Linked DNA regions of Mus musculus: regions 2, 3, 4, 5, 6 and 7 are each linked to region 1. Evidence: chromatin contacts called from public HiChIP or PLAC-seq and promoter capture Hi-C data. All regions are on one chromosome and are shown on one strand. Each heading gives the region's core, a stretch centred on a gene start, on an enhancer-like site or on the middle of the called end of the contact. The rest is flanking DNA. Distances are from core to core; before and after follow the strand shown.

The links. Promoter capture Hi-C pulls out the DNA fragments that hold promoters and counts their contacts. HiChIP or PLAC-seq counts read pairs in DNA pulled down with a chosen protein or histone mark.
Region 2: a promoter capture Hi-C map of liver shows a contact between it and region 1, with 5 times the contacts expected there. The contact joins the promoter of Osbp2 here to the promoter of Nf2 in region 1. A contact is called at or near these places in 2 of 39 promoter capture datasets (cranial neural crest and liver).
Region 3: an H3K4me3 HiChIP or PLAC-seq map of bone marrow-derived macrophages shows a contact between it and region 1, with 4 times the contacts expected there. The contact joins the promoter of Ube2d-ps here to the promoter of Nf2 in region 1. A contact is called at or near these places in 1 of 39 promoter capture datasets (liver) and 2 of 115 datasets of contacts at active chromatin or transcription factors (bone marrow-derived macrophages and microglia).
Region 4: an H3K4me3 HiChIP or PLAC-seq map of bone marrow-derived macrophages shows a contact between it and region 1, with 6 times the contacts expected there. The contact joins the promoter of Urgcp here to the promoter of Nf2 in region 1. A contact is called at or near these places in 1 of 484 Hi-C or Micro-C datasets (B cells) and 2 of 115 datasets of contacts at active chromatin or transcription factors (both in bone marrow-derived macrophages).
Region 5: a contact with region 1 is called in a promoter capture Hi-C map of pre-B cells, with 5 times the contacts expected there. The contact joins the promoter of Pes1 here to the promoter of Nf2 in region 1. A contact is called at or near these places in 11 of 39 promoter capture datasets (the 3T3-L1 cell line, 3T3-L1-derived adipocytes, the C10 cell line and 6 more), 1 of 115 datasets of contacts at active chromatin or transcription factors (embryonic stem cells) and 1 of 9 other capture datasets (macrophages).
Region 6: a promoter capture Hi-C map of liver shows a contact between it and region 1, with 5 times the contacts expected there. The contact joins the promoter of Gal3st1 here to the promoter of Nf2 in region 1. A contact is called at or near these places in 2 of 39 promoter capture datasets (hippocampal neurons and liver).
Region 7: a contact with region 1 is called in a promoter capture Hi-C map of embryonic stem cells, with 6 times the contacts expected there. The contact joins the promoter of Sec14l4 here to the promoter of Nf2 in region 1. A contact is called at or near these places in 5 of 39 promoter capture datasets (the 3T3-L1 cell line, the SN4741 cell line, embryonic stem cells and 2 more).

Annotation. Positions count from the first base shown.
Region 1 is chr11:4,847,988-4,851,533 of GRCm38.p6, reverse strand. It overlaps Nf2 (neurofibromin 2), which reads left to right and starts at 1,990. Exons shown (of 17, transcript NM_001252250.1): 1 at 1,990-2,662. The coding sequence starts at 2,549.
Region 2 is chr11:3,862,118-3,865,663 of GRCm38.p6, reverse strand. Osbp2 (oxysterol binding protein 2) reads left to right here and starts at 1,761. Exons shown (of 14, transcript NM_152818.3): 1 at 1,761-2,431. The coding sequence starts at 1,797.
Region 3 is chr11:5,760,580-5,764,125 of GRCm38.p6, reverse strand. It overlaps Ube2d-ps (ubiquitin-conjugating enzyme E2D, pseudogene), which reads right to left and starts at 1,976. Exons shown (of 7, transcript NR_015577.1): 1 at 1,886-1,976. It also overlaps a transcript of Urgcp not described here.
Region 4 is chr11:5,739,207-5,742,752 of GRCm38.p6, reverse strand. It overlaps Urgcp (upregulator of cell proliferation), which reads left to right and starts at 1,577. Exons shown (of 6, transcript NM_178623.3): 1 at 1,577-1,656. The coding sequence starts at 1,643.
Region 5 is chr11:3,962,084-3,965,629 of GRCm38.p6, reverse strand. Pes1 (pescadillo ribosomal biogenesis factor 1) reads right to left here and starts at 1,655. Exons shown (of 15, transcript NM_022889.3): 1 at 1,570-1,655. The coding sequence starts at 1,593.
Region 6 is chr11:3,981,819-3,985,364 of GRCm38.p6, reverse strand. It overlaps Gal3st1 (galactose-3-O-sulfotransferase 1), which reads right to left and starts at 1,729. Exons shown (of 4, transcript NM_016922.3): 1 at 1,525-1,729; 2 at 207-424. Gm46265 (a long non-coding RNA gene) reads right to left here and starts at 200. Exons shown (of 2, transcript XR_001780153.1): 1 at 118-200; 2 at 1-58.
Region 7 is chr11:4,029,799-4,033,344 of GRCm38.p6, reverse strand. It overlaps Sec14l4 (SEC14-like lipid binding 4), which reads right to left and starts at 1,563. Exons shown (of 12, transcript NM_146013.1): 1 at 1,446-1,563. The coding sequence starts at 1,499.

The DNA of each region.
Region 1 (3,546 bases), core at 741-3,240:
TTGTGAGCCACCATGTGGTTGCTGGGATTTGAAGTCAGGACCTTTGGAAGAGCAGTCGGGTGCTCTTACCTGCTGAGCCATCTCACCAGCCCCCCTGAGACAGTTTTTTTGTTTTTTGTTTTTTTTTTTTTCTGTGTAGCACTGGCTGTCCTGTAACTCTATAGACCTCAAACTCACAGAGATCCACCTGCCTCAATTTGGGATTAAAGGTGTGTAGCACCATGCTCTTCCAGGGCTATGGTTTGTTTGTTTGGTTGGTTTTGGTTTTTCGAGACAGGGTTTCTCTGTATAGCCCTGGCTGTCCTGGAACTCACTTTGCAGTCCAGGCTGGCCTTGAACTCAGAAATCCTCCTGCCTCTGCCTCCAGAGTGCTGGGATTAAAGGCATGTGCCACCATGCCTGGCTCCAGGGCTATGGTTTTAAGAGAGGCTGAGGAAGAGGACATGCTCAGGGGTTCTAGGATACCCCAAATAACACAGGAAGACCCTGTCTCAAAAACAAACAAATAGACATACAAAGGTTGGAAAGGTGGTTTAGTGCCTAAGAGTAAATGTTGCTTTCGCAGAGGACCCAGGTTCAGTTTCCAACACCCATGCAGTAGCTAAGGACTGAATTACAGTTTCAGGGGCTTTGGAACCCTCTTTTGACATGTGTGCCAGGTATACATGCAATGCACATATGTGCTGTAAAACATTTATATACATAAGATAAAAAAAAAAAAACAAAACTGTGGTGCTTTGACTAAGAACGGTCCCATAAGCTTATATTTGAATGCTTGGTCACCAAGGAGTGGCCCTATTTGAAAGAATTAGAAGGCTTAGGAGGTGTGGTCTTGTGGAAGGAAGTCTATCATTAGGGGTGGTTTTTGAGGTTTCAAAAGCCCATGCCAAATGGTTGTCTTGCTTTCCAAGCCTGCAGATCAGGATATAGCCATCTCTCAGCTACTGCTCCAGTACCATGCATGCCACCATGCTCCCTACCATGCTGATAATGGACTAAACATCTGAAACTGTAAAGAAGAAAAAGTCCCCAATTAAATGTTTTCTTTGATACGAGTTGCTGTGGTCATGGTGTCTCTTCACAGCAGCAGTGCCTGGGGAATGTATCTTTAAAACAAGTAAAAACTCTACAAATCCCCAGAAAGTTGAAATTTTCCTAAGCATATTATACATTTGATGACGTTAAGCTACAAGTACTCCAAGTATGTAGCTTGGAAATTAAAACAAAACAAAACAAAAAAACCAAACAAAGGAACAGAGGGTAAAATGAAAATTCTTGCCGGGCAATAGTGGCGCACACCTTTAATCCTCAGCACTTGGGAGGCAGCAGCAGGCGAATTTCTGAGTTCGAGGCCAGCCTGGTCTACAGAGTGAGTTCCAGGACAGCCAAGGATACAGAGAGAAACCCTGTCTCGAAAAACTCAAAAAAAAAAAAAAAAAAAAAAAAATAAATAAAATTAGCTTTCTATATGTATTAAGCAAGTTTCAATTCCTCAACCACCTAGTAAGGTAAGGACTATCATGAATTCTGTGGTTATTCTAATTCTCTTAAAAAGAAGTTGAAGGATCTGGCAGGCAAGTCGGGGCAACTTAAGCGGCCTCACTTCGTGTTTTTAAAGTTTGAAAAATATTGAGTCAGCATATATAATTAAGTGTCAAAAAGGAATTTCGGCCGGATGTCCCAGATACGACTGAAGCTCTGGTAAGACGCTATAAATGGGATCTCTCACTGACTGCAACAGTACCTCGTGCGGTGCAGTCCCGGCCTCTACAGGTTTCCCGGGAAAGGCGCCGCCCGCTCCTTCTCAACCAGTCTTGCTAGAGTAGGAGTATACTTTAGGAACAAAAGCGCTCGGAGTGACCGCATCTACAGCCACTCAACGCCGAGAACAGACCGGCGGCCCTCGTTCAGTGCAACTTTCAATTGGTGGAGTAGGCCTCCAGGAGGCGGGACGAAGCGGAAGTCCCGCTTCCTTTGGCGTTCCTGCCAATCACAGTATCTTAGAGAAAAAAGTGTTAGGGTGAGTCGCTGAGTAGCGTAGTGGGAGTCCGGAGGGCGGGGCGGGGCGGGGATCCGGCAGGTCGCTGAGGTGGGGGTTGGTAGAGGACGCTTCCCGAGGGCGCGCGGAGCGGAGCTGGTGACAGACACGCACGCGCGTGTGCGCTCCCAACTACTGCGCGGCCCCGCGACCCTCGGGGGTCGCTGAGAGGCCCGGCGTCGGCGCCGCAGCCGTCTAGGATTTCTGTCCAAAGGCGTCCCTGGCGTCCCCAGCCCGAAGCTCCAAGCTCGGGGCTGCGCGTGCTTTTGCCGGCATCTCCCCCCGACCCCCCCGTCGTCAGAGACTGTCCCTTAACTCATCTTTCCGCACCCACAGCCGGGTCCTCGCGGCCCATGCTGGCCGCTGGGGACCCAGGCAGCCTAGGTCTGTCTCGGGCCGGCCAGCCGGCCACCATGGTGGCCCTGAGGCCTGTGCAGCTACTCCAGGGGGGCTAAGAGACCCAGAACGCGGGCCTAGGGGTGAGGGGATCCAAGGCCGGTACCTCGCGCCATGGCCGGAGCCATCGCTTCTCGCATGAGCTTCAGCTCACTCAAGAGGAAGCAGCCCAAGACATTCACGGTGCGGATCGTCACCATGGACGCCGAGATGGAGTTCAACTGCGAGGTAACCGGCCGCCGACCCCGACGGGCTGTGAGTGGAGAGCCGCGGAATCTCTGCCTGTCTGGTGGCAGCGACGCGGGTCCCTACCCATGGGGTGCCCTCGCTGTGGTGACAGTCGAAGTGCAAGCTTAAGGGATTCCGTATATATCATTATCTGGAACCGGAAGAGGCTTTCTAGGGCCAGATCACAAGTTAAAGCTAGTTGTTTGTTTGCTTGTTTGTTAAAGTGGGGTTCTTGGTTTTGGCATTTCCCGAAGGTTATTTTCATTCATTTGTTATTGGGAAACACTGGAATCTTCCGTAGAAACGAACCGGTGTGCAGTGTGTAGAACTCGCGCCTAAAACTCCAGGGAGTTTTTCGCTAGGTATTAACTGTGTACCCTAGGTCTTAAAAGTTACATCTAGTTATATTGGAAGCTCGTACTTTTCCCTGTTCCAAAATTTTCAGTTTCTGGAAAAAACTCTTTGAGGAAAGAGTGTCTTACATTTACTCTTTATAGTTTCTAACATGATGATAATAGCTATCATTTTGTTGAAGAGTGTGTATGTGAGTGAGTGTGTGTGTGTGTGTGTGTGTGTGTGTTTGTGTTTTCAGGGCCTTGTGTATGCTAGGCATGCACCCCATCACTGGGTTGTATCCACAACCCTGAACACTTGCTAAGTGTCAGACATTTACACATTTGACTCTCAAAAAACAAACAAACAAAAAAGCAAAGCAACAACAAAAAAGCCAGTCAGATAGGTCCTGTGCCACTGGAATATACTTGGTTTGCTTCCCTAGCCTATTGCTTTTAAAATCCTTGGAATCGCCAAAGTATTCGTTTTCTTTTTGTGTGTTAATGAGCTGGATGCTGTTGCCATGCTATAGTAGTTTTAGAATTCAGCCT
Region 2 (3,546 bases), core at 512-3,011, 990 kb after region 1:
ATCTATTCTTTCCTCCTTTTATTTATTTATTTTTTAAATGTGCATGGCTGTTTTGCCTTCCCATAGATGCCCATACACCACATTTGTGCCTGTAGAGGCCATAAAAGGGCATTGGCTCCCTGGGACTGGAGTTGTAGATGGTGTGAGCTGCAGTGTGAGTTCTGGGACCTGAATCCCAGGTCCTTAGCAAGACTGGCCATCGCTCCTGCTCCGGGTGGCTCTGTCTATCTTGTGCATTTCCTGCTCCAGACTTGGAGTTGACATTTCTTTGGGAAAGATCAGAGATTTTAAAGTTTTTCTTTTTTTTTGTCCAGAATATTAAGAGTGAAAGCTCTGGGCCAGGTATAATGGCTCACGTCTGTAATCCCAGAACTCTGGTTCTAAGAAACAAACATTTCCAGATGGAGACCAGCCTGGACTACATATAAAGACTCTGTTTCAACACACTTTATTTTAAAAGATTTATTTATTTTATCTTATGTTTATGAGTATACTGTAGCTATACAGATGATTGTGAGCCTTCATGTGGTTTCTGTTCTGGGAATTGAATTCAGGACCTCTGTTCACTCAGGCACAAAGATTTATTTATTGTTATATGTAAGTACACTCTAGCTGTCTTCAGACACACCAGAGGAGGGCATCAGATCTCACTACAGATGGTTGTGAGCCACCATATGGTTGCTGGGAATTGAACTCAGGACCTTTGGAAGAGCAGTCAGTGCTCTTACCCACTGAGCCATCTCACCTCCTTCCCCCCCCCCCCCACTTTAAAAATGAAAATAAATTTCCCTTGTTTCTAGAAGCTTTGGTTTCTCTAGGATAAAGGGCATTCCTTGTGGTGGGGTGTGGGGCAGCTGTTCTGTGTCCTGCCCTCCTCTTGACAAAACACTGAGCTATTAGCTATTTGCCAGACAAGCTGTTCTCCCTGGTTTGGGTCTTTGTACACAGCGGTTTCTCCTTGAAGGTCTTTCTTGTTTCTCTAACTCTGTAGACCTTGTCTCTTCTGTGACTCTTGCCCAAATTTGGTAGAACTAATGACAGGCCTGTCATCTTAGGTAGCTTGGCAATTTGTTTCAGGAGTCGAAACATCTCGTTAAGAATTTATTAGTTAGCTTCCTTCCCTGAGGGCTGCACACACATCTGACACGTGCATGCACAGTGGCTGCTTCCCAAGCTTGTCAACCTTGCTCTCATCTCCTGCTCTGGTCGCTGACAAAATGTACCACAGAACTCTCTAGTTAATAACTCAATGATGCTCTCGGAGCATCTACTCTGCCAAATGTGCCTCATATGCACCATCTTATTACAGCCTTTGAAGGAGGTATTATCTTCATTGTATAGATGAGCCAACAGAAGTTTGTGGAGTGGCTACAGTTCCCACAACTAGGGAGAGGGCCTAGGCTGGATTTCCTCAGGTCGGACTCCCAGGGTTTGAGATTTGCTGTCCACGACCCACCCATTGCTCAGAGTTGCGTGGCGAGCGCACCGCGTGGCTTTCATTCACCATTGTTCTCCCAGCGCCTGGCACAGGAGGGACAGCAGCCTGAAGCGTGAAGTGCCTTCCACGTCGTCTGCCTAACTCTTGGCCCACGGGGTTCCTTCCACCTTAGCCAGAGCGGCGGAGGGACCCACGCGCACCCGATCTCTGTCGCTCACGTGAGGGCTCCACCCATCCCGTCCACTCCTCCACCAACCCCGCCCGGCTCCGCCCCGCCACTCCCTCCGAACAGGCCCCACCCACTCCCGCCCCGCCCCGCCCCCACTCCGCGCTCCGCCGAGCTCGGGTCCACAGCTCTATGGGGAAAGCGGCCGCTCTGAGCCGAGGCGGCGGCTGCGCTGGCCGCTCCCGCGGGCTCTCGTCGCTGTTCACGGTTGTGCCCTGCTTGTCCTGCCACACGGCGGCGCCGGGCATGAACTCATCCGCGTTCGGCTCAGGACCAGCGTCAAAGCCTCAGCTCCAGCCTGTGCAGGCACCAGAGCGGGAGTTGCTGTCGAAACAGGTGTGCCAGCCAATTTCTGAGCCGGCGTCGAGATCCGAACCTGGGTCCCAGACGACGTCTGTGCCAAGGCCTTCAGGGGTTGGGCAGGAATCGGAACTACAGGGCTTGTGGCCGGGGTCAGAGAACGGCACAAGGTCTGTGTCCATCATCAAAGCTTCGCCAGAGCTGGCAATGCCGTCCCCGCTGCAGTCAACAGTAGGGAGTTTGCCCGTCACCAAACCCGAGTCCAAGCTGGTGCCAAAGACCCAGTCTTTTCTGCGACAAGGACAGGCGAAGATTTCTGTCGGGACTCCGGTGTCAGGGATTGGTGTCCAAATGGTCTCACCACCTCTGGACAGCTACAAGGGTTGGCTCCTCAAGTGGACTAACTACCTGAAGGGCTACCAGCGCCGTTGGTTCGTGCTCGGCAATGGCCTGCTGTCCTACTACAGGTACGGAAGTACCGAGGTAGGACATCTGTGGTTGGAGGGTGGTGGTGGCCGGCCTCGACTGTGGGGTGGGTGTCACCATAACCCTTCTGAGATGTTTGCATGAACTTCTGTAGAAGTAATGCCTGTCAACTGCCAAGGGAAGACGTGACCTGTGGACATGGCCTCTGGCAAGCTTGAGTTTAAAAGGATGAGTGGGGAGATGGGTGGAGTAGGTCTTTTGTTCCCCTCCTGTTTTTGGTGGTCATGGAACCAGGGGCTGCGTCTGGTTCACTGTGTTCATGGAGGGAGGCAGCTAGTGAACCCCTCTCTTGGGAAGGACTGTGGGTCCCACCTCCCGTGGTTACTTCATTTGTTTCCTACCTTTGCTGACACCTGCTGGTGGCCAGGCCTTGGGCTGGGACTCGCTGACCCACAGATAGAGCAGACATAGTGTGTACCCCCTGGGACCCCAAGTTGACATTTTGCAGCAGATAATGCTTTCCTGTTCCCTTGCTTATTCCAGAAGTAGCTTGGGTTTCGGAGCTGCAGTAGAGACAGAGCTGGCACGACCTCCTGCTAAAGCTGGACTTCCTTCCCTTTCTCACTAGCTGTTTCCTGGGATTGCAAGCTTTGAGATCTCAGGCCGCTCTAGATGAGAGCTTCTCAAACTAAGTGGGGTTGCTGCAGCAGTGTCTAGGTCTCCCGCTGAATCCCTCCTGAGATAGGCCTGAGGAAAGCACCCGAGGGATGGCTTTTCTAAAAGTTTCCGTGTGAGGACTGTGAGGCTGGTTCAGAGTCAACTCTTCAAGAAGGCCTTCTTCACTGTTAGACAGATTTTCCCACCATGTTGTTGGCCAAAGCTTGGGTTTCCTCCGCTAATAGTACTTCAGGTTCTGCTGAGCCCTTTGGAGACAAGGCGCCTGGTGCAGAGGCTTGCTAAGTGTGGTATGGCTGAGAATATTCGTGCTCCACTGGTTAAATGTGACCCTTGCACCAAGTTGAGAGTCAGGGGCCTTGTTCCCTTTCAGGTGGAGGAGAAGCCAAAATGAGTCTGAGTTGCCCTACTCACGTAGTGTCTCAGCTGTGACCCAGAACACAGGGTTAGCACACCAAGCAAGCAATAGGAGACCCTACCC
Region 3 (3,546 bases), core at 727-3,226, 910 kb before region 1:
CTTTGGGACTTTACAAAGTTGAAATGAAAACCAAAGAGATGGTCCAGTGGCTAGAGTACTTGCTCCCAACCCCTACATGATAGCTCACAAACATCTGAAGGTCTAGTCCAAGAGGATCTGACACCCTCTTCTGGATTCCACAGAGTACCAAGCATGTATACGATGCAGTCATTCATGCAGAGGAAACACCAATACACAAAAGAACTTAAGAAAAACCAAGCACATTATTTAAAAGTTGCAATGTATTTTGTATTGTGATATTATTATGAGCTCTTGGGGATAAACAAAAAAAGAAAAGATTATGGTTTAATAACAATCTATTGGTATATTAAGTTGATAAGGGGTCAATCGACTTGGAGGGTCATTTGGGAAGAGGTAACCTCAACCCAGCAAATCCCTCCATCAGACTGTCCTGTAGACAAATGTCTGAGACATTTACTTGACTGATGTAGAAGAAAGAGCCCAGTCCACTGTGCACGGTGCCCTAACTGGCACATGGTCCTGGGGTATAGAATAAAGCAAACTGGCACACACCAGCAAGCAGCCCTGCTCCATGGCCTCTTCTTCAGTTTCTGCCTCCAGGTCTCTGCTTTGGCTTCCCTCTCCTCCCAAGCTGCTTCTGGTTATGGTGTTTATCACAGCGACAGAAATCTAATTGAGACACATAACCTGGATCCACTTGGTGGAAAGAATCATGCTAATGCTAAAAGTTAGGGTCATAGGGCTGGAGAGATGGCTCAGTGGTTAAGGGCATGAACTGCTCTTCCAGAGCTCCTGAGTATGATTCTTGGCACCTACACAGGGCACCTTACACCCACATATAAGTGAGCAAATCTTTTTTTTTTTTTTGGTTTTTCGAGACAGGGTTTCTCTGTATAGCCTTGGCTGTCCTCTGTAGATCAGGCTGTCCTCGAACTCCGTCTGCCTCTGCCTCCCAAGTGCTGGGATAAAAGGTATGCAACACCACGCCCGGCCCCAAATCCTTTAAAAAAGAGGTTATAAATACCATTTTGCAGTATAGAAAATCCCAACTAGGGTTGGTGAGATGGCTCAATGGGTAAGAGCACCCGACTGCTCTTCCGAAGGTCAGGAGTTCAAATCCCAGCAACCACATGGTGGCTCACAACCATCCGTAACGAGATCTGACTCCCTCTTCTGGAGTGTCTGAGGACAGCTACAGTGTACTTACATATAATAAATAAATAAATAAATAAATAAATAAATAAATCTTTAAAAAAATTCCAACTATTAATACTATGTGAAAACATGGATCATAAATTACAGTATAATGCAGGGTATGGTGGTGCACGCCCCTCGGCAACCAGAGGCAGGAGGATCTCTGTGAGTTTGAGGCTGGCCTTGTCTACATAGCGAGTTCTGGGTCTGCCAGGAGGCCGTGTCTCAAAAAACCAAACCAAACCAAACCAAAACGGAACAAAAAACAACTTAGAAATATAAAATAATTTTCTTTAGGAAAAGGACGAAAAGTGGATAGGCTAAAACGTTAACAAATGGTAAAGGGTGGATTGGTGGCTTCTTTTTCTGAGATGCAATTACCAGGCTCTAGGTTAATGGGCTAATACAAACCTACGGGATGAAATTCTCCCGCAGCTCAGCCTCTCGTGCTAGGCACCCTGGGAGACACCCCTCTGCTTCCCTAAACTCCGCCCAAAGCTGCGCGCGCACGTGACCCGGTCGCATGACTCCGCCCCCGCGAGTCGCCCGCCAGAGGCACTCAGCCACCTCCTAAGTCTGCGCCGACCGCGGCGGAACTCGCGCGGGGCAAGTGTCAGTGCGCCCTGCCGCACCTCAGCCGCGGGGTTCTATTCGCTGCGACAGCCCGCAGAGTGGACGGGCGGGAGGACCCCGTTTCCGCCACTCTTACCTTCTGGATCCGTTTTAGAGCCATGTTCCCGCTGCTCGTGCCCCACCGGCCCTGCGGGGCAGACTAAGACGGCCGCCTGGGCCGCAACGCTGCACGCCGGGAACGGCGCTCTACGCGTGCGCGCCGCGGTGCGCTGTGGGTAGCTAGTGCGCGCAGCAGTCCTGGGTCTGACCACGGAGTCGCGCACGGTCAGTTACTCGGCCACGGTCACGGCCCTGTGGCTCTGGTTTCTGCTAGGCGAGGGGCCTGGGCACCAGGACATGCCTGAAACCGCAGGTGCCACACGCTATGCTCTCTGCCCCTCCCTGGGCTCCTCCCCAGGCTGTCACTTAACTCCTGAGCTTAGTGGTTGTCAGCGCTGTAAGTATACATTCACTTTTATATGCTTTCTGGGCAGAAGTGTTACAGATATTTCTGAATACGCGTAGGTGCTGAGCACAGATGCATCTACATGTCTGGAGAGCTGCATTTTCAGTAGTACTTAGTTGGCTTCAATGCACTGCCGCTATTGAGACTCAGCCTGAAAGTGCACATCCCAAGCTAAACTCTGCTTCCCTTTCCCCAAGACATCGAACTGTTTAAGACCAAGTGTAAAGAACTTAGTGGTATGTCACAAAATCTGTGTAATAGATTGTAGCCAACATCTTGGAAATGAAATAGAATATGGCAAAATACATAATATCAGCGTGCCTCATACAGTAAAGAATCTGGACTCTCTATATAAATAATCATATATATTGTTTCCAGACAGATAAACCTAATAGGGTATGCTAGTGCAGTTGCTCTGGACCAAAGGTGTTCCAACACCAGACTGGGCTACATAGTGAGTTTGAGGCCAGCCTGGATTGCAGAGTAAGACCATGTCTTAAAAAAAAAAAAAAAGCCGGGCGTGGTGGCGCACACCTTTAATCCCAGCACTCAGGAGTCAGAGACAGGCGGATTCCTGAGTTCAAGGCCAGCCTGGTCTACAAAGTGAGTTCCAGGACAGCCAGAGCTATGCAGAGAAACCCTGTCTGGAAAAACCAAAAAAAGAAAGAAAGAAAGAAAGAAAGAAAGAAAGAAAGAAAGAGAGAAAGATCCCCAAAGGAAAATCTAAAACTAGAGGAGCTGAGGAGATAGTAGATAGGAGTGCTTGTGGTGCAAGCATGGGGCCCTGAGATCATTAGTACCCACAGAAAAGGTGAGGTTGGCTACTCATGTCTCTAACCCCAGCACTGGGTAGCCGGCATGACAGGATCCCTGGAGCTACCTTAGCATAGATAGTGAGATTCCAGTTCAGTGAGAGACCTTGCACCAAAAGCAGTAAGGCACAAAGAGTAGCATTTACTCTGTCATATATCTGGCATTCTACTCTGGCCTCTGTCATGTTCCTGCACATACGCATACAAACCCTGCCCAAAACAAAAACAATGAATCGAACACTTAAATGGTTTCCCAGCCAGATTCCTATATGCCATTCACCTATTCTCCTAGTTTATCCTAAACACATGTCATGAACTGTCCTCTAAACTATAAGCCTTACCAAGCTCCACCCTCTTCCAAAACTCCACAAGGAAGATCTGTGGCCTGTGGGAATACATTCAGGGCTCTCTGTGATCCCTTAGGGTCTGCTGTCTTTAAGTTTTACTTCCTTACCTTTAGTTATGCTATTGTGGTGGTGG
Region 4 (3,546 bases), core at 328-2,827, 890 kb before region 1:
TTCCTGGGTAGCTCTCTGATGTCTTCTGAACATCTCAAGTAATTGTTAGCTTTTGTTTTCCTGAAGAGGGCAAGAATGTCCAGAAGCACTGACTGGATTCAAGTACTGAAAGAGAACCTGTACTAAAGGAGTATTCATTTATTTAGCCCTCAGAGAAGAAGAGAATGAGGAGTGGTGGCCCTGGAGAGCTCCTGTCTTATCTGGGCAACTGTAGCTAGTAAGTAGGCAGAGCCCAGTTTCCAGCCTAGGTGTTCTGGTCGATGGGCAAATTGTTCAATTATCTCTTCGGTGCTTTATAATCTCTTTGGTGTTTAATATTCTTTTTTTTTAAGATTTATTTATTTTATTATCTGTAAATACACTGTAGCTGTCTTCAGACACTCCAGGAGAGGGCGTCAGATCTCATTACCGATGGTTGGGCGCCACCATGTGGTTGCTGGGATTTGAACTCAGGACCTCTGGAAGAGCATTCAGTGCTCTCAACCACTGAGCCATCTCTCCAGCCCGGTGTTTAATATTCTTAGTGGTGAAGAGAATACTATCTCAATGTTGGGCCCTGCCCCGCATGGTGGTGCACACTTTTAATCTCAGCACTCTGGAGAAAAAGCAGGCAGGTGGAACTCCATGAATTCAAGGCCATCCTGGTCTACACAGCAAGCTCTTGGCAGGACAGTGTTAAACAGAGAACCTGTCTCAATGAAAATAAAGAAAAAGAACTTGAAGGTAGGAAGGTGGGGAGGAGCTGGGAAGGGAAATTATAGTGACACATAGTTTGTATTTTTTTTCTCATTTTCTCAACAGTTCATTACTACCGTTTGATTTGATTTTACTGGTTATGAGTTCTGAAATGACATGATTGGACTAATGCTTTTATGTCACAGAAAGGAAAATGCACTGTATGAAAAAAATAAATTGAAAAAACAACTTAATGTGATAACACAAAAATGCCACCAGCAGTGGTTTGCACTGCATAGTCCAGAGTTTGTTTCTTTAAATTAGGTATTTTCTCTTAAAAGATATAATTTGTCTTTGAAACTAATTTAGCAGGGGCTGGAACCAAGCCTCAAAATTTTACATGCCTAAATATTCATAGCTTGTAGGTGATTCTGGGAAACCCCACTGCACAAGTTCTAAACTTTTTATTTCTATGTAATACAAGATAAGGCTTAATATACACACTTAAAAAAAAAGTGGGAAACCAGCTCAGAGGCCAACATTACTCCACCCCGCTGCGAACTAGTAGCAGGAGAGATGTTGTTTTCCTTTAGAACAGCAACACTGTACACCCCAGAGGTAGAGGAAAGTGCGTTTCTTACAGAAATTAACATCAGAATGCGGGGACTAGAGGGTGGTGTCCAGCAGTCTGGCAGCTGTCAGTGGCCCCAGGGCAGGTCTGGCTCCGCAGGTGAGTTCCAGCCTCCGGGCAGCGGGCCGGCCTGGCCGGTGGCTGCCGTAGGTAGTGCTCTGGGCCCAGGGCGTCCTCTCCCTCGCCCCAGGCGCCCGCCTGCCCTCCACTGAGCTCAGCCCACGGCGCCCGACGCCCTAACGGAGCGGGCGGGGGCGGCCTACAGGCCCCTCCCCGGCGCCCGGCGGCAGCCGCGCAAGCAGCGGAGGAGGCGGGAGCGCCCAGGCCGCTGCGCTCATGGCGTCGCCGGGGTGAGTGAGGCGCTCCGGGTGTGCGGGGGGCGCCTGTTGGGCGAGGGGCGGGCGGAACTGTGCGTGTCCACCACCCGGCGCCCCCTTGGCCTCGGCCGGACCCCGGCTGACTCTGTCCCGCCAGGTGCCTGTCCACGACCCGCGGCCTCCCCCGCCGACCTTGGGCGGTCGTAGCCGGGCCAGGGTCTCCCGGCAGGGCCGCGGGCAGGACCAGCCAGGACAGCGGCCGGTCAGGGCCGGAGAAACGGGTTCTGGAGAGGGGCAGCAAGGAAGCTGCGGGAGGGGACTCGGGGTCCTAGGGCTCGGCTGAGGCCGCAGAGCGGCTTAGCAGGCCTGACGTGTGTTTCTGGCGTTTAGACTTGCTTGCGTTGGAAGTTGATGCTTGGGTTCACAGTCATTAGGGGACATCCCCAGGCTGTCCCACGTCAGGGCAAGTGGGGCTCAGCTGGACTGGACCCTTGTCCAGAGTGAAAAAGCGGATTCGGGATCTAAGACTGCCTGTGTTGGGGTGGGGGTGGGGGTGCTTCTGTGGGATGGCTACACTTGTTCTGGTATTACCTCTTTCCTAGTGCTCGTTCTCTCTCCCAAATAGTGTTCTTAGGAAATTATATAGTGACACATAGTTTGTATTTTTTTCTCATTTTCTCAACAGTTCATTACTACCGTTTGATTTGATTTTACTGGTTATGAGATCTGAAATGACATGATTGGACTAATGCTTTTATGTCACAGAAAGGAAAATGGGTCTCAAGGTCATCGCTATAGGTGGTAAACATCTTTTTGACTGTACGCCATCATTCAGAGGGTCTCAGACCCAGTAGTACTGGTAGCAGCCCACGCTGTGTATCATTGCAGTTAGAAGACTTACAGGTGCAGGAGGACTTCTGGGGGAAGCATGTAGAAGTTAGCTCTCCCACAAAGGCAGACTTCACTATGCTAGGGAGTGATTTGGCTCGGTACAGTGGTCTGAATGAAGGTGAATGAAGCAATCTGAACTTGATCCAGGCCTGCAGGCGCCAGTCAGATCATGGGCAATTTCCACCTGCCTAATGCCTTTCTAGGCTCGAGGGCAAGCAGGCACTTCTGAGACCAGGCCTTTTTCAATGCCAGCTGGGTATCCAGTACTTTGAGCTCATAAGGAGAATAAACTGTGATCCATCCTGGGCAGGCCAGGCTTTGGACCCAGAGGGCCAAGGTCCCTCTACATTCTTGCCCAGCCTCATAGGAAAGTGTAAGGCAGTGTTTGAGCCTGTGGCAGCTGCCATTAGGCTTGTAAGACAGCTTAGTACATTTTGTGTCTAAACACACTGCTTTGTAGACAGGGGTTGGAGGAGGATCTCCTAGGATTAATAATTCTGTGTGCCTGGACCCACAGAATTATGGTATTGTCTGATAACAGAATAGTGTAATGCCTGAACCATGGTCTGTATATATAGGTGGTATTAATATTTGCGATTCTAGTTGTGAGTGATCCAATTAATTTGTAATATTAATAGTAATCTGTAATTTCCTAAGGGGTGTCTATTAACAAAACTGAGGTCACAAAACTTTTAGTATACTCCATTTAAGGAGAAATCTATGCTTACTTTGATATGCATACACTACTATATTAGGTGTTTTAGAGAGCAAATATAGATCAATACATGGCAGAAATGGAAGGAGCTGTTCTGGGGAGGGGTGTCTCTACATTTGATTTTTTTTTTTTTTTTTTTTTTTTTTTTTTTTTTTGCTAAGTAGCAGTGTCAGTGATCTATGATAGAACTAGAGAGGAAAGAAAAAAAAAACTCTTAACTTGTTTTGAGTACCTTACAGATGTGCTAGGCATAGTGTCAAAGAAAGAAAAGATGTGTTTGAGAGATGACCCATAATCCACTGTGTCTTGAGCTAAAT
Region 5 (3,546 bases), core at 406-2,905, 890 kb after region 1:
GTGAGAATATATGGAAAGGTTTGGAGGGAAAGGGGGAATAATGCAATTATAGTCTCAAAAAAGTAATTAAAGGGGCTGGGGAGATGGCTCCGTGGTTAAGAGAACTGGCTGCTCTTCCAGAGGTTCAGAGTTCAATTCCCAGCAACCACATTGTGGCTCACAACCATCCATAATGAGATCTGATGCCCTATTCTGGCATGCGGGTATACATGCAGATAGAGCACTCATATACATAAAAATAAATAAAAAATAACTTTAAAAAAAGTAATTAAAAACAACAAAGCAGATTGTTACCAGAAACTTGCAAGTCAAAGGAAAGACTTGAGCCCATCTCATCTTCTTCATTCCTATCCCAAAGTTACTTCATACCCACAGTCTCCTTACAGAAGCAAGAATAACTCAGATCAAGTCACTTACTTTCTTTGTCTTCTCCACTCAGAATAAGTTCCAGCCTCACATGATACGGCCCCAGCCTCACCTAGACAGCACCTCACTTATTTACATCTCACAGCCATGCTACTGTCTGTCCAAAACCCTGCACACCACCTGCCTCTCTTTCCTACTGGCCGTGGAATTCACTTCTGTTTTCTCTGCTAAGCACTTCTGAATGAAAAAAGAAAAACAGCAAGCTTTCACATTAATTATGATTAAGAAGCTTAAACTTGGGAAACAAGGTTGCATAGGAAGAAGAAACTGTCTCTAATCTGAGACAACAGAGCTAAAACTGCACTGACTTCTGCTTTTAACCTGCTCACCCTTTCCCCTTTTCTAAAGAAAAAAAAAAAAAAGGTCATTTTCTCCCTTGAGAATTGAGCACCACCAATATCACACGGATAGCAAGTTCCATCTGCTAAAGATAAAACTATCATAACCAGAGCCTGTAAAGGAACAAAAGGGTCATCCTAAAATATAAGATTGTGACAACGCCTAACCCCATATAAACCATCAAACACAGAGACGGCTAAGAGACGGCTGGAAGCTACAGCTGCACGCTGATATTAGTCTCTCCTTTCTCTGAGTGCCGAGAATTCTCTTAGGGGAAGGTTGGGGACCATCCACACTTCCCAACATTTTCATGCCCCAGACTAAAGTGTTCTTTAAGTACTGATTTCCACTAAAATGCTACGTCAGAAGAGGACCTACAAGACAACACTAATCGGATTAAGCGCCTGTTGATACTCTCCACTCTACTGCTCCTCCCTCCCTCCCTTTCTCAGGAGCGCACTTAAAAACCCTTAGCCACTTTATCTGAAGTTGACACTGGGAAAGCGGGGCCGCATCTGACTGCTTACTTCTCAATTCCCAGTACCTAGGACCGGGCCTGGCTCAATTAAGAAAGTCCCAAGTCTTGATAATGAATTCTACGTCCCGTTGGTCACTGATCACTCTTTTGGCGGCTCCGCCTGTCTCCACAACTCCTTCCACAGAAAGCCCGTCACAGTTCTTCCCGGCTTCCAGGGGCCTACGTGCAGAAGGTTCGCTCCGGCGGCCGTCTCAAGACTTCTCGGTCCCCAGAGGCCAGGGAAAGTGATAAAGCCGGAGCTCCGACCTCCGCTGGAACTCACTCACCTTCTTCTTCTCCAGACCTCCCATAGCTCCACGTTGAGAAATTCAAGGCAGCCAGAACACCAGAGCTACTTCCTCCCGCACGTGCCCTGCCTAGGGCCCTGAAGGACCCCACGCCGCCAGCTGAGGGCTGTCTGAAAATATGCCTGTACAAATCCAGAGAAAGTTGTGCTTTTGGCGACCTCGTTATTTACAACCAAATTCTCTAAAGCTCAACAATTGTGGTAGTTCTTTCAGTTCTTTTCTTAGTTACCAAAATCTATAGACAAGCTTTAAAGCAACATGGAAATTTAGGCAGTTTTATAAGCACCCTAGACACGGTTGTTTGAGCACGCGAGCCCCAGTGCATTTTGGGATACAGCAGGACTGAAGGGATGGGAGACAGACAGCCCGGAGCCTTCTGGGATTCAGAGAGCTCTGTAGTTTGGCCTCTAATCCAGAGATCCGCCTGCCTCTGCCTCCAGAGTACTGGGATTAAAGATGTGTGTCACCACGCCTGGCTGATGTTTTCTTTAAAAACCAAACCAACCAAACAAACAAACAAAAACAGAAATGCTCACTAAACCTAAAGCTACTAGTTTTTGTAATGCTAGGCCAGTGAGTTTAAGGGAGTTCAATTGTCATGGCAACGGTTGCTAGGCGTTGTAAACCCAGCTGACCAGATTTTGCCTTGTTGACCTTAGATTCAGCTGCACCTAGTTTGTTCAAGTTAGAATAAAATAGAGCAAAGGCCGACCTTTGACCTCCCACGGACACGGAGAGGGTCTAAGGAACTGCTTATATTTGGGGAATGAGTTGAGGCAGAAGGGACGGATCTCTGTGAGTCCGAGGCTAAGTTCCAGGACAGCGAGGGTATTGAGTGACGCACTGTCGAAACAAAACAAAAATGAAAAGAAAGAAAAATAATGGAAGGCATAGCATGATGGTGGTGCCTGTAATCCCAGCACACAGGAGTCTGAGGCTGGGAGAGCACAAGTTTCAGGCCAGCCTGTGCTAGAGATAGTGTTTCAAAACAACAAAACCAAGAAAACAAAACAGGACTGAGGAGATGGCCCAGTGGACAGAATTCCTGACATGCAAGCATAAGGATATGGAGTTCAGATCTGCAACACACACATAAAAGTTGTGCGCACATTTAAAACATATCATTCCATCTATAAAGATAATTTTTAAACTTATGAGATCTGATGATAGGTTTAAGTCAGTCTTAAAGGTGGTAATTTCATGTTTATAAAAAAGTTAAAATTTATGACTTTTTTATCAATTTCCTTTAAATTTTATTACTTTTACTTCAAAATGTTAAAAAAATTCTTGGTTTTCTGCTTAAAGTCATGTATAGCTGAAATGTAACTTTGAAAGATGAGTTTAATAAGAATGAACATTCTCTTTATCAGTATTTATAAGAGTGGTTTTGTATACTTGATACAGTAAGCATATTTATCTCTTTAAAAAAGAAACTGTGATTTCCATATGTTGAATATATATTTATACTAAAATAAAGTACCAAAATCCAAAAAAAAAAAAAAAGTTGTGTGCAGGCACTCGGAAGGCAGAGGCTGGTGAATCTCTGAGTTCTAGGCCAACCTGGTCCTCAGAGTGCGGTCCAGGACAGCCAGAGTCACAAAAGAAACCTTGTCTCAAGAAAACAAAACAAAAGTTGCAGTGGGGGCTGTAATACCAGATCTGGTAGGAGAGAGAAGGGAATCACTAATTTGGACATGGGATAATTGGATCCCTTAAGCTCACTTGCCAGTCAGCCTAGCATTACAAAAGTTAGCAGTTTTAGGTTTAGCAAGCACTTCTCTTTCTTTTAAAAAGGGGAAACATCAGCTAGGCGTGGTGGCAAACACCTTTATTCCCAGCACCCTGGAAACAGAGGCAGTAGGATCTCTGAGTCCAGGGCCAGACTAGTCTATAGAGTTAGTTCCAGGAGAGTGGGGGCCATGCAGGGAAATCCTGTCAAAACAACAACAACAAAAA
Region 6 (3,546 bases), core at 480-2,979, 870 kb after region 1:
TCGCATTCCACACCCAGTAAAATTGACAGAGTGCCCACAGAAAGACTGTGGGCCTAACCTCCCTGCCCACACCCAGTAAAATTGACAGAGTGCCCACAGAAAGACTGTGGGCCTAACCTCCCTATCCACACCCAGGGCAAGATGGGAGTGTCACAGAAAGGGTCTGACTGTGGGCCTAACCTCCCTGCCCTGGAGAGAGATCTCACCTGATGACTCCAGGTCTCCAGTCTGGTAACCTTTGGGGTACTTCTGCTCCATCCCGCTGTGTCTTCTCTAGTCATTCACATTTCATGGAGTCAAACCAAAGCAAGAAGCTTGCCCCAAGCCACTGAGGGGGCCTAGAGTCCCCCATTGCCATTGTCCTGTGAGTCACTGCTTTCCTGCAAGTGCTTGTTTGTTCTTCCTTGGAGCCCAGTGAGAGGCACTGTGAGTGACAGATTTATGAGAACTCAGCACAGAACCCAGGAAGCAAAAGAGATGCCCAGGAAGGCATCTTTCCTCCAGTTTGGGCAAGAGGACTTCTGGGTAGGGCTGGGATCCTGAGACAGGGACCAAAAAACAAAACAAAACAAAACAAAACAAAACAAACAAAAACGCACACTGTGGTTTGCAGTGAACTCAGCCATTTCCCAACGGTGTGACCTTCAGCAAGTCACTGACTCCTTGAGCCTCAGTATCTTCCCTCTAGATAAGTAGCAAGGAAGCCTGAAGGCACAGTGCAGATCAGCTCACCCCCTCCAGAGAGGAAGAGATTGAGTTCTGATCGGCTCTCCCTCCACACCCCTTTCCTCCTGAAGATTTCCAGGGCATCCTCACCCTCAGCCCAGTAACCTCTGGTGTCAGGTGTCAGTCCCTGCAGCCAGATGTGTGCCTGTCATCACAACCAGCTCAGGAAGGGGCGGGGCGGGGGGGGGTTAAAAAGAGAAGGCTCATGTTGGCCTCTCACTAAGGGAACAGACCAACCTGAGACCCCCTTATGGAGCACTGGTCCATGGCTCCGGAACCGTGTAGTTGTTGCATATAGGATCTTTCCTGTCCTAACTAGACAAGTCTGTCCTTGTCTCCTGGACTCACCTCCTTAGGGGCACACATATGAGAGGCCTTCCCCAAGCACAAGAGTCTGTCATTGCCCAAGGCCCCCCTCTCCCCGGTTTGTACTGTGACAGCCGCCTCTTCTGGGAACGCAGGTAAGGAGCGGGGAGATTCCTGCCTCCTTCTCCACTAGGGCCCAGGCCACAATGTCCAAGAGGATTAATTATTAACGAACTCACAGCACAACAGCTAACCTTCTGGAGCCCCACCCACCCCATTTTTAGGGACTCCGGGGGTCAGGGGAGGAGGGGCACCCAGAGCAGGGCAAGCAATCAGCCAGAGCCTGCAGGATACAGTGTTGGTGAAGCAGCTCTGCAGCATTTCTATATCCCTTGCTGGGCAAACACGATCCATCGATCCAGTAGGCAAGATGTTCAGGAAGTAGGCTGAGGCAGGGCACAGCCAGCGTGAGTACAAGACCTCCCGACATACCTTTGCCCTGTTCTCCTTGGGCTCCGGGTGGCAGGGGTCGGCCCCGGCCCCCGCCGCCGCCGTGGCGCTCACTGGGCGGCGGGGCGCACTCGCCGGGACCCGGCGCGCTGGCAGGCCTGGTCCATGCCCCCGCCCCGCCGCCGCAGCGGCTGCCGCACCCCGCTCTCAACACTCGCCAGGTGAGGCCAGCAGCCTGGCCCGGCCCCTGACGCCAGAGCCAATGGGCGCCACGGCCCCCTCCCCCCCCCCACCCCCTTCCCGTCCTCTCCCCTGCGCCGCCTGCCCAAGAGGCACAGAAGCTGTATTCAGCTCCCTGGGGCGCAATATTGCGCCCCCGCCTCCGGCCTAACAAGGACTATTTGTCTCCGATGGGCCAAGGGGTCCATTGTCCTACTGCCAGCCCAGAAGGGAATAGAGGGTGCCTGGGGCTTGGTGGTAGTGTTGGGGAAGGGAGCCTGGGCTCTGGAGAAAGGGGGCAGGACTAGTTGCCAGCCTTTTATGGACAGCACTGGAGCTCCTCAGAATCCAGTGGAACATAGGTCTTCCTAGCTCCCTCTGATGAGCCAGGAACACATTTGTGGTATCCAAGAAAAACAGGTGAAGAAGCGCCAGGATCCCTGGGCCGAGTCACTTACATGGTTCAGCTAACTTTCCTCTTGAGGATACCTCCTCTAGAGGTCTGGGCAAGTAAGTAGGGGCCTGTTTGAGTTCAGACTGTCCTTCATCCTAAAGGAAAACCAAGGATGGGAACTAATTTGGAATTAACCCCAGCTGTGGGCACTGCAGAACCAGCTGGCCATCGGGTGGCACATGGGCCACGTCAGAGTCCCACTACCCCCGACATTTCTAGGCAACCGTGGAATGGGGAAAATTCCACATCAGCCTGGCTGCCAGGCATTCTTCCATATCTAATGGGCTTGCTGCTCTTTGTCCTTGTGGGCCCTGAGTCACCTCCCAGGCTATAGGTTATGACTTTGAAACTCCTAACCCTTTGTTCCTGCCTCTTGAAACTGCCATGCCAGAACATGGCATCAGATAGAGCCCCCTCCCCCCATCCCACATATACAGTGAAGCCACCAGTTTGGGGGACCTTGGGGTCCACAAGCCAAAGCCTGCAAAACTCTTGCCTTCCTCTTCAGTTGAGGTGCAGCCATGGCAGCACAAAGTCCACATATGGGGCCAATACAAAACAGGTCTGTCAGGCTATCAGGTCCTTAGATTCAGGGAGGGCAAAGTCCAGCCTACCCTGTTTAGGGTATCACCGCCTCTGGGGAATGGCTATGGGAAAGATGTCCTGGGAAGGACTGAATGATCAGAACCCTGACCCTGTCATGATACATGGACAGTTCCAGGTAAGGACCATCATCAGAGGTACCTGGAGTGAGGGGACAGGTCCACAAAGGTCACAAGCTGAGATACCAGCAGTGACCTCACTTGGATGGAAAACTAGGCTATTGCTGCCCTTAGACCTCACGCTCACCTTCCACCTGTACTGGCTTGTTTTGGGTCAACACAAGCTAGTCATCAAAGGAGCCTCTCAGTCGAGGAAACACCTCCATGAGATCCAGCTCTAAGCTGTTCGTGGTGGTGCACACCTTCAATCCCAGCACTCGGGAGGCAGAGGCAGATGGATTTCTGAGTTCGAGGACAGCCAGGGCTACACAGAGAAACTCTGTCTCGGAAAAAAATGGGAGTGAAGGGGTGGGGAAAGAGATCCAGATCTAAGGCATTTTCTCAGTGATCAATGGGGAGGATCCAGCCCACAATGGGTGTTGTCATCCCTGGGCTGGTAGTCCTGGGTTCTTTAAGAAAGCAGGTTGAGCAAACCTTGTAAAGCAAGCTACTAAGCAGCAACCCACCATGGCTTTTACATTAGCTCTGCCCTGAGGATGCAGCCTTGTTTGAGTTCTGTCCTGACTTTCTTCAATAACGGACAGCAACATGGAAGTGTAAGCCAAACAAATGCTTTTCTCCTCAGTCTGCTCTTTGGTTATGGTGTTTCATGTTTCATTGCAGACACAG
Region 7 (3,546 bases), core at 314-2,813, 820 kb after region 1:
CTCCTATACACAAATAAATAAATCTACAAACAAACAAACAAACAAACAGACCCCCCCCCCCAAAAAAAAAACAACTTCTCCTCTTTGGCCTTTTTGTTTTTTGGTAAATTCATAGCCGCCCCTCTCTGCCATTCCGTGTGATGTTCTCGGGTGCACACAAGCGGTAGGTTTGAAGCCTGGCTCCCAGCAGGCAAAGGGAGGATTCACACCAGAAAGCAGCTGCATCCTCAGGAGCCAAAGGAAATTTTGTCAGGGGTGGGGGTTGGAGGGTGTGAAAGGGGCCAGTGCCCTGTAAAAAACAAAGCTATACCTATCCTCCCCTCCAGGTGACTTCTAACTCAGCCTGGAGAGAAGCCACCTTACAGTGCCACACTGAAGACTGTGTGTCTGAAGTGTGACCACAGTGGCCCACCCTAGCTCAGGAGGACTCTGGAAGGAAGTGATCCGGGGCAAGGCAGTACAGAGCTCTGGGCCGTCCTTAGCCTCCCCCTCCTTCCTCCTTTCTCTTCCTATATGTTTTAACATAGCAAGCATTTGTTACTTTTAGTTAGTGGAGAAAGTAGGAGTGGCTGGTGGGGTTCTCTATCATAGTCCACTCCCAGAGACCATGTTTCCAGTTCCAAAAGAACTCAGGAGGCACCGGGTGCCTTCTGAGACCATCAGCCCTGGGAGTCTCATCAGAGGGTCCTTCCTGTTCCACTAAGGACCCCTTAATGGCTGAATCTCCAGGTCCCCTCCTTCACCCAGGATTCTCATGTCTCCCTGTAAGGTTCTTCCGCATGGGAGACACTACAAAACAAGCCGTTCATCTCTTGTTCCTTGAGACAGTGTCACTAAATTCAGGCTGGCCTTGAACCCACAATCTTCTGGTCTTTGTCTCGCAAGGCTTGGGATTCCAGACTTAAACACCTTCAGTACCTGTCACAATTCTTAAGCTTCCCCTTCAAACGAGGTTGAATGAGAACCTGGATGGGACTCCCCTTCCTCATAGCCTTTCCCTTCTCCAGGTACAGCCTGCAGGAGGCTCTCAAAAATCAGACCCCTAGCCCCTCTATTTCTCTGTCATAATTAAAAGTAAACAAGTAAGTCTGATAGGGAGAAGACTGGGAACCCGAGCAACAGAAACCAAACCAAACACTGTTGCAATCTGGCAGGGATCTCCTAATCTGCCTGGCAGAAGTCACTGGCCTGGGAACAGAGGCCAGGGATGGGTGGTGGGAGCTGTGCTGGAAGGCTAAACTTGCAAACACACACACGCACACGCACACACGCGCACGCACACACACCGGCAGTTGCTCAGAGGTAGAGAGAGGTCCTAGCCCAGGTGTGCGCGGGAGGCGCTGGCTTCGCCAACCAGTCCCTGCATAAAGCTGTAGCCAATGCGGGCCGCTTGGGTTCTGCTTGGCTCCCGTGCCTTCCCTCCCGCCTCACCCCTCACCCCTTACCCTGGCCAGAGCCTCCTGCTGCTGCGGGCTCAGGTCCCCGACTTGTCCTCTCATGGTGCTCTCTGCTAGGCCTCAGCTGCTGCCACCTTCACAGGGCTTTACTTAGCAGGTCTGCTGCTGATCCCGCCCCAAGGGAGGCCCGCCCCAAGGGAGAATCCCTGTTCCTGCCCCGCCCTACCCAGTGCTCCCCTGTTTTTGTTTTTCTTTTGTTTTGTCTGCCCCAGGTCATCAAGCCTACCTTAAGGGGACAGAGAGGTGACCAGATCTCAAGAGGTGTCCTGAGAGTCTGAGGTAGCAAGTGGCCCTCACCTCCAGGTCTTCACGCGCTTTCAGGGGGTGGGACTGTAGGTGTGTGGGGAGTGGGTGTTAAGAAAGTGCTCACCTAAGGACAGGTACGTGGAGCACACACTTCCGGAGCCAAGTGGGAGTTGAAAATGTCACCACTTCTGAGTCCTTTTGCCCAAGGAGAGCCCAGCCCCCCTCCCCCGACCTTGAACACAGGCTGCGCTCCACAAATGTTTGCTGGCCAGGAGAGCCCTTATTTGCCAAATGGCTCCAGACCTCTAGAAGTTAGGAGGGATTAGGTAAGACCATGTCTCCTGTGTTAGCAGAATGCCTGGCACGGCACACACAGTTTCAACACTCTATGAAGGCCGTCAGCTCAGGCGGGAACTACAGGATGGCCCAGGGGTGAGCCTCTGGGAGGTAGAGGGTGGGAGGCAGCCACACTGAGTAGGCTGACCTCTCTGGGTAGGATGAGAAAACACAGGCTGCCTTGGCATGAATTTTCTGCAAAGCAGGTGGCACCTGAGCAGGGAGGAGATAGTGAAACAGGCCACTGACACCTTTCCCCTCTGTCGTCCCATGGATCAAATTAAGTTTTAGGTAGGGGGTGACCAAGCAAGGGCTCACTGTCCTTTGGACTATTGTCTGTTGGAGATGTGGTTGGTCAGGAACAAGTATGGCCTGTGCTAGGTAGAAACGGCAAATCAGATTTCAATGACTTAGCACCAGAAACAGTAACTATTTTATTCAGTTTTCCTACTGATACATGTATGTTCATATTATAACTTCAGATATTCTGAAATATACAAAATACACTTTTAAAAAAAGACAGGGTTCTTACGTAGGCCAAGATGTTTCAGACTCACTGTGTAACCACGGAGAATCTTGAACTCTTGATCTTTCGGCTTCCACCTCCCCAGTGAAGGGATTACAGGCAGGGGCCATCAAGTCTGGTATTCTGGGTAATTTTATATAAACTTGACACAAGCTAAAGTTATCAGAAAGGAGGGAGCACCTTTGAGAAAGCCTCCATCAGATTAGGCTACTGGCAAATCTATAGAACATTTTCTTTTTCTTTTTTTCTTTTTTTGAGACAGGGTTTCTCTGTGTAGCCCTGGCTGTCCTAGAACTCACTTTGTAGACCAGGCTGGCCTCAAACTCAGAAATCTGCCTGCCTCTGCCTCCCGAGTGCTGGGATTAAAGGCATTACCACCATGCCCGGCAGGACATTTTCTTAATTAGTGATCGATGAAGGGATGGCCCACCCCCTTGTAGGTGGTGACAGCCCTGGGCTGGTGGTCCTGGGCTCTATAAGAAAGCAGGCTGAGCAATCCAGAGCAAGTGAGCAGTCAGCAGCATCCGCCCATGGCCTCTGCACCAGCTCCTGCCTCCAGGCTCCTGCCCTGTGTGAGTTTCTGTCCTGACTTCCTTGAACAGCAGTGTGGAAGTGTAAGCTGAATAAACCCTTTCCCTCCCCAAGCTACCTTGGTCATGCTGTTGTGTCTCAGCGACAGTAGCCCTAACTGGGACACCTGGTTTATATGGCTCTGGAGCTGGAACACAGGACAAGCCTTCTACAGGCTGAGCTATTCCTCAGATGAAAGGACTCAGGGTGGACTCGCACAAAGTGCATTTATTTTATTTTTTCATAGTTTTTATTTTTTGAAACAGGGTCTCACTACGCAGCCCTTGCCAACCTGGAACTCACTGTGTAGACCAGGCTGACCTTAAACCCAGAGATCCTCCTGCCTCTGCCTCGTGAGTGCTGGAATGAAAGGCCTATTTTGTAATCGATAGATTTTCTTCTCTAAGGCAG